Regions from separate parts of the Mus musculus genome. Here region 1 is linked to region 2. A link is a contact called in public HiChIP or PLAC-seq data. All regions are on one chromosome and are shown on one strand. Each heading gives the region's core, a stretch centred on a gene start, on an enhancer-like site or on the middle of the called end of the contact. The rest is flanking DNA. Distances are from core to core; before and after follow the strand shown.

The links. HiChIP or PLAC-seq counts read pairs in DNA pulled down with a chosen protein or histone mark.
Region 1: a contact with region 2 is called in a BATF HiChIP or PLAC-seq map of CD8 T cells, with 16 read pairs. The contact joins the promoter of Cbr4 here to the enhancer-like site in region 2. A contact is called at or near these places in 1 of 39 promoter capture datasets (pre-B cells), 10 of 484 Hi-C or Micro-C datasets (CD4 T cells, CD8 T cells, the N1E-115 cell line and 5 more), 9 of 115 datasets of contacts at active chromatin or transcription factors (the 230-238 cell line, CD8 T cells, the SCID.adh cell line and 5 more) and 2 of 9 other capture datasets (adipose tissue and liver).

Annotation. Positions count from the first base shown.
Region 1 is chr8:61,484,798-61,489,288 of GRCm38.p6, reverse strand. It overlaps Cbr4 (carbonyl reductase 4), which reads right to left and starts at 1,555. Exons shown (of 5, transcript NM_145595.2): 1 at 1,299-1,555. The coding sequence starts at 1,440.
Region 2 is chr8:61,448,553-61,453,100 of GRCm38.p6, reverse strand. It overlaps a transcript of Sh3rf1 not described here. Among named protein-coding and RNA genes, the nearest start is that of 5730405A17Rik, 23 kb to the right of the region's middle. Within about 2 kb of position 2,005, at least 109 of the 459 cell types and tissues checked have an H3K27ac peak or open chromatin away from gene starts, as enhancers often do. A contact at or near this core is called in the 230-238 cell line, CD8 T cells, the SCID.adh cell line and 10 more, where this site is marked.

The DNA of each region.
Region 1 (4,491 bases), core at 306-2,805, 37 kb before region 2:
CATAGATGTACTCATCCAACCAAATGAATAAATGTGATTTTTAAAACTGCAATTAAATCTGGGCATGGTAGTGTATACCTTCCGTCTCAGCTTTGGGATAGGAGATTACTACTGTAAGGTTGTGGCCAGCATGGACAAGAGAGGTGGCTCCATAGAACTCCCTGATCCCTATCACCAAACTCACGAAGTCACTGATGGGCTTGGGGAAGCAACCCTGACTTCAAAGTAAACATATTCCCTATCTGATAAGCTACCATATTAATATATATGCTCCTCAATTTATGATAGGGATACATCAAGATGAACCAACTATATGATGGAGAGCCGAAGAACAGGTAACTAGTACCACAGGGCAAGGTGGAGTATCTAGCAAACTGGAAGCAATGCTGACTGGCTAGGTGTTGAGGCTCGTGTTCACACCCAAGGTGAACAGATGTGTTCCCCTGTGTTCCCAGCACGGAGGAGGCAGAGACCAGCTCCTGATCCAAGGGAAACCTAGGCTGCGTAGTGAGACCCTATGTCCGAGAAAGCTGGATACCACACCGCAGGTTCAGAGTGTACTCTGTACTAAAGACATCACCGTCCCATCACAGTAAGGAGATCTCAGCAACTGGGAAGCTGAGACACGAGATCCACAAGTTCAAAGCCAGTGTGAGTTACATATCAAGGCTATTTCCACATAAGTAAAGAAATATAGTCGGCACCAGACACTCTTAGACCTACAAGATACCCAATGCTTTCCTGATAGTGACATGTATTTTTCTCCATTCTTCAAGTTGTCTTCTCCAAACGAGACTTAAACTTGCAATGCAATGACTAATCCGTTAATAACCTGGGGTTGGGGGGGGGGGGGCTGGAATAGGAATACAATCAAAGGGCCTGGGAAAACAAATTAGTAACTTACTAAAGTCATTGATGGGCTTGGAGAAGCAACCCTGACTTATCAAGAGTTTCTCTTTGAAATACTGTCGGGTGCCTTCGCAAAGGGCAAGAGCTCTCAGCAAAATGCAATCTAGCCATTTGTATCTGACTTCTCTACTTTCAGTATAATCGCGTCCATTCTCTCCTCCCAGAGGCCAGAGCAAGGCAGCTCTCAATATCAGCACTGGCCGCGGGGAAGGCAACTACTTGTCAGGGGTCCTTAGAATCTGCCTGGAGTAGGCGAGAGCCCCTGTGAGTGTTTGGTCATGGGGCACGAGCGATCTGGGGCGCAAACCCGGGTACATGGGCAGGGCCCGTGGACTGGAACTCAAGGACTTGCACCTTGGTCGCACGGCGAGGACACTTCCGGTACATACCGCCGAGCTCGCCGGCGGTGACTTTGGCCACTTCCAGGTTTCTGGAGACGATCGCCAGACGGTAACCCTTCTGGGCCATTAGCTGGGCTACCGCCCTGCCGATCCCCCGGGAGCCTCCAAAAACCGCACAGACTTTGTCCATCTTGGACCGCGGACCAGCAAGATGGATCCCTGAGACTCAGAACTTGTAATAAAAGACACAGCTACTGACAAAACCAGTATGCTCTCCTTTCAACAGACAACCCAGGCCACAAAACAAGGCGCGAGGATTAGACGTCAGTGCACACGGACTCTTCGAGGGTTGCATTGCATTCTGGGACTTGTAGTCCTTACTCTCTTGCACTTGTGAGCATTTTAGTAACTGCTGCTGGATGCCTATTCCCAAGCCTGGTTAGTTCTATGAGGGTAAATGTCCTGTCAAAGAGCACAAGCCGTGTGTGGTGGCTCAGGCCTGTTCACTCATCACTGTTCAAGGCCAGCCTGGTCTAGAGAGTGAGATCTTGTCTCAAAGACAGCAACAAAGAAAGAACACTGTGTAGAGGGATTCAATAAATGCTTGTACTCCTCTTTTTGAGGAAAAGACCTGCTATGTTACCCAGGCTGGCCTCAGATTCTCTATGATTCTCCTCCCTCAGCCTCCACAGAGCTGCTGGCATCTACAGGTATGGGCCTCCACGCTCTTCGACTGATCAGAATAGAGTAAAGATTAAAGAGCAAGCTTAGGTCATTATTGGCAATATTGGGTTCCTATACTCCTAAATAAGATATCCTGAGTGCTTTTTTTTTTTTTTTTAAGAAAAAGTTAGCTGGGCATGGTGGTGCATGCTTTTAATCCCACACTAAGGAGGCAGAGGCAGGTAAATCTCTTGAGTTGAAGACCAGATTGGTCTAGAGTTCCAGGACAGCCAGGGCTGCACAGAGAACTCTGTCTCAACCATGCCTCCCAAATAAACAGATAATAAATAAATAAATAAATAAATAAATAAATAAATAAATAAATGGCATGATTTGTTAGCATTCTAGTGTAAAGAGAACATTTCTTGACAGAATATTAGTGTACTAAATAAAAAAGTAGACCATAGTCCCTATTGGAGGTAGGGAGAATTCTGGAGCAACAGGACTAACTCACATAAAACTCTAATGGGCTAAATTGTTTATTAAAGTACAAAGTTGTATTAACACCAGAAATCAAAAGGCCAGTGAGGACTGAAGGCACAGCAAGCTGGCAAAGCCGGGTCTGAGTATTGATTTCTAAATTGGGGAGGGGTGGGGACCTACCAGAAAAGTTGCACATTAATTTTAAAGTTTTTCTTTTTCTTTTTTTTTTACCTTAAAGAGAATACTATATAGTTTATTAAGCAAAACATGAATGACCAGATTTATGTTGCTACAAATCCCATGTTCCAATGTTTTATGAAGTTTTTCATTGTAATAAAACAAAGCCATACATATTTTTAACCCATCAAGTCTAGCTAGTGGTGTGAGTGTGTGTGTGTGTGTGTGTGTGTGTGTGTTCCACTGGGTATTGGAGACAATCTTCAAATATGTTGGTTGTCAGAGAAGAAAGGTAAATACCAACTCAACTAAACACCCCTAGATCTACAATGACAATCTGCCCTGAATGTGACATGCCCATGCAATAGTTGTTGGTTACATAAACAATGTTTATGCAAAAACCATGACTGGATTTAAGGCCCACCCCATGAAGCTAAGCCTGTCAATACTTGGTGACCAAAAACCTGAGACTAAATAGGCCTAGGGGAAGTACCTACGACAAATATCACTGTCCTGATGAAGTAATGTAGCAATAAAAAAGACTCCAAATGACATTCTGCTATTTCCCTTGGTCAATGTCATACTCAGCCCTCACCGGAGAAGCTTCCTCTTCCAGTATACGGGAACTAACAGAGAGCCACACCTGGACAGTGTGCAGAGAGTTAGAGGTTGGGATACTCACTATATGTTCTAAATGGGATATCTTCATTAAACCCGTCTGCTCAGGGTTCAGGGATCTATAACAAAGATGTGGAAATAGTGTAAGAGCCAGAGGGGAAGAAAGACACTAAGGAGAAAGTGTCTTCTAGACGCCAGGATTGATGTAGATATCAACTCAGAAACTGTAGTAGCATGCACAGAGCCTACACAGGTCCAAGCCAAATGGGTCCAAGCAAGAGGGAGAAGTGGACATGGATTTCCAGCCTTAACCCAGAAGCTGCCTCCTATTAATAACTGCTTGCAAAGGAAAATTAGTTTGCTCCAGCAGACTTTCATTGAATATACAAACTACACTAAAGGGTAAGGCCAAGGCCAGCAGTAAACTGCTGACACCAAAGAAACTCACTGGTATGTTTGGAATTTTTTTTTGTCTCATCTTGCCCCATTTGAACAATTTTTTTAAACCTTACTACTCTTTTGCTTGTATATTGCGGTTTCTAATTTGGGGTTTCTAAATTTCCTTGTATGTTTCTCTATGTTTCTTGTGGGGTTTTTTTGTTTGTTTGTTTTTTGTCTGTTTGTTTTTCTTTTTTTTATAGAACATGATTTTAATATTTTCAACTCTTAATATTCAACAAACAGAATAATTATTTTAAGATATATTTCATTGTTATGTCTCCATTTTATGATTTTATTAATTTGGATATTGTCTCCCTGCCCTCTGGTTAGTCTGGCTAAGGCTTTATCTTGTTGATTTTCTCATAAAGAGCCAGTTCCTGGTTTTGTTGATTCTTTGGATAGTTTTTTTTTGTTTGTTTGTTTGTTTCTATTTGGTTGATTTCAGCCCTGAGTTTGATTGTTTCCTGTCATCTACTCCTCTTGAGTATATTTGCTTCTCTTTGTTCTAGAACTTTCAGGTATGCTGTCAAGCTGCTAGTGTATGCTCTCTCCAGTTTCTTTTTGGAGGTACGTAGAGCTATGAGTTTTCCCTTTAGTATGGCTTCCACTGTGTCCCATAAGTTTTGGTATAATGTGTCTTCATTTTCATTAAATTCTGAAAAACCTTTAATTTTTTCTTTATTTCTTCCTTAACCAAGTTATCATTGAGTAGAGTGTTGTTCAGCTTCCATGTGTATGTGTGCTTTTAGTTGTTTTTCTTGGTATTTAAAATGAGCCTTAGCCCTTAGTGATCAGATAGAGTGCATGGGATGATTTCAATCTTCTTGTATCTGTTGGGGACTGTTTTGTGACCAATTAT
Region 2 (4,548 bases), core at 756-3,255:
GGGGGGGAGGGGAGGGGAGGGGAGGGGAGGGAAGGGAAGGGAAGGGAAGGGAAGGGAAGGGAAGGGAAGGGAAGGGAAGGGAAGGGAAGGGAAGGGAAGGGAAGGGAAGGGAAGAGGGGATGGAGGGAAGGGATGGACAGGGGAGGGACAAGGGGAGGGAGGGAAGGAAGGATGTACAGACAGAAGGAAGGAGGGAAGGAAGGAAGGAAGGAAGGAAGGAAGGAAGGAAGGAAGGAAGGAAGGAAGTCTTGGTTCAGACTAAGCTCTATCAGGTTTATAAACAGGTACATTGTTTTTAGTTCTGTCTGGTACCTGTCGGTTTACAAACATGGGGAGACATTGAAAGTATTTTGGGAGCACTGGTTGGATTATATACAAACTGAGAAGTCACATATATCTTCTTTCTGAATGTAGCCTATCAGAATCAGACACACACACACACATTAAAACTGCGACCACGTTGACTGCTGAATGAATACTGCGCAAGTAAAATTTAACGCAACACTTCTTGTTTCCCGTTGCATTTTAAAATATTAACTTGGATTTATTATGCCATTGCATTCACATGGCGATGGTGCTGCTCGGAGAATTTAGGAAATAAGAAGTGAAATGGTAGATGCCACGTCCCATTTATTTGAAATTATTTCCTAGGATTAAACCTTTCGGGACTAGGAGCCTGATATTTTGGGGAGATGGTTGTTTATTTGGTACCACATTTGCAGAAGAAGTGCATTAAAAAAAGAAAGAAAGGTTGAATGATAGCATCAATTTAAAAGCCCAAGGTATCCAGCTGCGAGCAGAGCCTGGATCAGAAAAGGCTGTAATTGTGAGCATATTTCACATTGCACAAACTGGTCAATTCCTTTATCTTTAAGAGTGGCTGCAGCAAATGTCAACGCTCCAGTTTTATGTCTTTGCCACCACCAGCTCTTTCCTCTCACAGTGTGACTCACATCCATAGTCACTCCCTGGGTGATGAGAAAGCCTTTGTAGGACATCAATTCCCAGGACTCAATTTTCTCTATCAGATTGTTGCAAATAAATCTTATTTTATATCTCAGCTCATAACCTGCGGTGGAAATGCTTCACTGTGCCTCCGTGTTCTATTGCTGTGTTTAATGCCACGGCTGGGGACTTGATCATCAACTCTCCAAGAGACACCAGAGATGGGGAATGCGCCTGCCCTTCCCCCACCCTGGACCCCCTCCCCCCAGCATCGACCACACATAAAGGTAGTAAATCACCATCATGATTGTCTAGACATAGCCAATCAGCTGGCTTAATGACATAGGAAGTAGGTTGCTGGGGAGGAGAAATGGCTTTTTAACAAGACAATTCGCATCAAACAGCAATTTATCCTTCACAGAACATTTAATTTTTCTAGAAAGTTATCAGAAGCAAAAGTGTCATTCGGAAGCTGCTTGGCACCGCTTGTGCTTTCTGAGTCACTTCACCAGCTCGAGTGAAGCACACAGGTACATTCCTAAAGTAATCTTCAGAATATTAGCTGTCATCAACCGCCTTGGTGGTGGTTTTGGTAGTTGGGGGGGGGGGGGGCAGGTTGACACATTTTCTTGGAAATGACAGAAGTTCCAAAATACTGCTTCCTGCCTGACTCAAGTCTGGGACCTACTCCCCCCTCTCCCTCTGATAAGGAGCTGAAAGGACATGACTCTACCTACCTCCAGGTCTCACTCAGTCCTCTCAAATGCATGGCATCTGAGCATCCCCAACTCTGCTTGGGACTGCATTTACGTTCAGCTACCAAGGTGAAAGCTTCCCAGGGGCTTGTCCCTACTGTGGTTTCTGTAAGTGGTTCCTGCAGATATCTCTGGGGACCCGGAAGGGGTATTTTCCCCTATAAAAGGACACAAGGGACGCTGCAAGCCAGGTTCACAGCACCCAGGTCTAATCCTTGGTTTGTAGGAGCTCTGTAGGAGCTGACTATAGATCATAACTGAACAGAAAACAAAACCGAAACCACAGACGTATCTCTTAGTTCTTAAATGAAACTGCACTGCCTTTAGCAAGCTCTCTTTCGATTTGAACTATGCACAACCTAAACCCTCTGTCACAGAGATGTTGAGTCTCTCTTATGCTGAGGGATTTTTGGTATTTCCTCACTTTCTCTTCCTTCATCCTAGCTTACTCGTGTGCCGCTGGAGATCAAACCTTGTTCGTGTTTAACTAGTGCTATACCACAGAGCTACATCCCCAGTGCTTGGCTATTTTGAAAAAGCAGTTTGTTGTGTGTCTTAGGGTTTTGCTGCTGTGAACAGACACCATGACCAAGGCAACTCTTATAAGGACAACATTTGATTGGGGCTAGCTTACAGGTTCAGTCCAATATCATCAAGGCAGGAACATGGCCGCATCCAGGCAGGCGTGATGCAGGAGGACTTAAGGGTTCTACATCTTCATCTGAAGGCTGCTAGCAGAATACTGGCTTCCAGGCAGCTAGGATAAGGGTTTCAAAGCCCATGCCCACAGTGACACACCTACTCCAACAGAGCCACTCCTTCTAGTGCCACTCCCTGGGCCGAGCATATATAAACCATCACACTTTGTAACTCAGGCTGGTCTCAGCTCACGATCCTTCGGCCTCTGTTCCTGGAGTCCAGCAATTGCAGATGTTGCACTACCGTGTCCTGCTTAGCTTAGCAATTCCTGCTGACCCTTCATTCTCCACATACCCACTATGCCTCTGTGTGTTCCAGCTTCACAGATCTTTAAACCACTCTCGATTTAAACAGAACCCTAAAACCGGTACTTCACATGTATCTTTTGAATCAGAATTTTGTAGCTAAAGCCAGAAGTTCTGCTCAGCGTTCGAAAAGGTTCACAAGGATTAATTGCTCAGACTGGGGCTATAGTTTACTGCTCAAATGCCTGCATGACACATGAAAGGACCTGGGTTCCGCCCCCAGCTCTACAAAAATAAGTATATGAAGGACCAGGGGATCTGCTGATTGCACTATAAATAAACGTGCTCCCTGAAACGTCGGTTTCTTTTCTCTTTTTAAAAAGAGTTTGTATTTAGAAGCATGTGGTTGTAAACCAGCCAGTGGTGGTGGTGGGGAAGGGGTAGCCTCTACTGCTTCATTGGTGGTGGTGGTGGTGAAGGGGTAGCCTCTACTGCTTCTTTGGTGGTGGTGGTGGTGGTGGTGGTGGTAGTGGTGAGTGGGTAACCTTTACTGCTTCATTCATCTTGTATCCTATATGAGGCAGTCCCCACTTTGGCCTCAGAAGACCTTCGTCTAGCCAACATGGGAATCTCAGCTCCTCCTCAGGGCTAGGAAAGGAGGAACCACTTCCTCCAAAGTGGTTCTCTCTTCTAGAAGAATTTTCACAATGGCTGAAAAAAAAATTACACAGTACCACAAACTTCATTCCAAACTGTTACTAAAAATCTTTTACCTCAGAGAAAGAATGAGCTGCTGACTCCTTGTGGGAAAAACGACTCACCCTCTCACAAGGAAATTCCCTTCCCACTCCTTCTCACCCTACGCTAAGTACAGGACATATCGACTTCTCCGGCTCCTTAATTAAGTCTCTGTCAGACTGTTCTCTATCAGCTTAATAGCATCCACCCTGTCATCAACATAAGCAGCTATCTTATCTTCTCAGCAGGTAAAATGAGAAAATGGCTGCCCTCTCCCACAGCCCTGTGTCCTGTGCGCTTTCTGCTGGGGTCTAACACCGCATGCACACAGGTCCCTCACAGCCGAGCTCATGTCTCATTTTATCCCTCAGGTTTTAGGAAGATTCATGTGTAGGTACAGTGTTCTCCTTGACCCAATGATTTAAGCAGTAAAGAGATGGGGGGTGGGAGTCTCCTTTCATAGCCCAACCTCAGGAGAGACAGCAACGTGTGAGAAAACACCTGACAAGAATCAACTGGATGTTGATTGAAGAGTTGACTTTTCCTCACAGTCTGAGGGGGCACCATCCATTGTAGTGGGATGAGCAGCAGTGTGAGGTGGCTGCTCAAGTTGCTAAGCTCCAGGAGACGGAATGAACAGGAAGTGAGCTCGGGCTATAAGATCCAGGAGTCCACCTACTTCCTCCGTTACGGCTCAGTCCACAATGTCTCTAAACAGCAGCTACCAGCTGGGGACCAAGTGTTCAAGCACATGAGCATATGGGACACACTTCATAATCAAACCACAAGAGCAACACACCTCTTGTCTTTTCTAAATATGAGGAAGTTTTCTGTTTTGTTTTGTTAGGTGTGTGTGTGTGTGTGTGTGTGTGTGTGTGTTATTTTAATAGAAAACTTCCCCAGGAAGTGTATCTCTAGTGAATCTTCAAACAGTAATATTTTCTAAGATGTCAAATAGTCAAGCTCTTAAGATCTCAAACTTTCAAAGACTCAGATTTACCCAATGCTGCAAGCACCCCTCGCACACACCACGGAGGGGGGCGGGGAGAAGGGCTACATGAAATGAAGGAGCTTTTAAGAGACAGTAATTATTCTCACCTGTTGTAGTCCTTTCAAACCCCAGAAGCACAAAAGCTGGCCTCTCATTTTCTGATAGCTAATTGTTC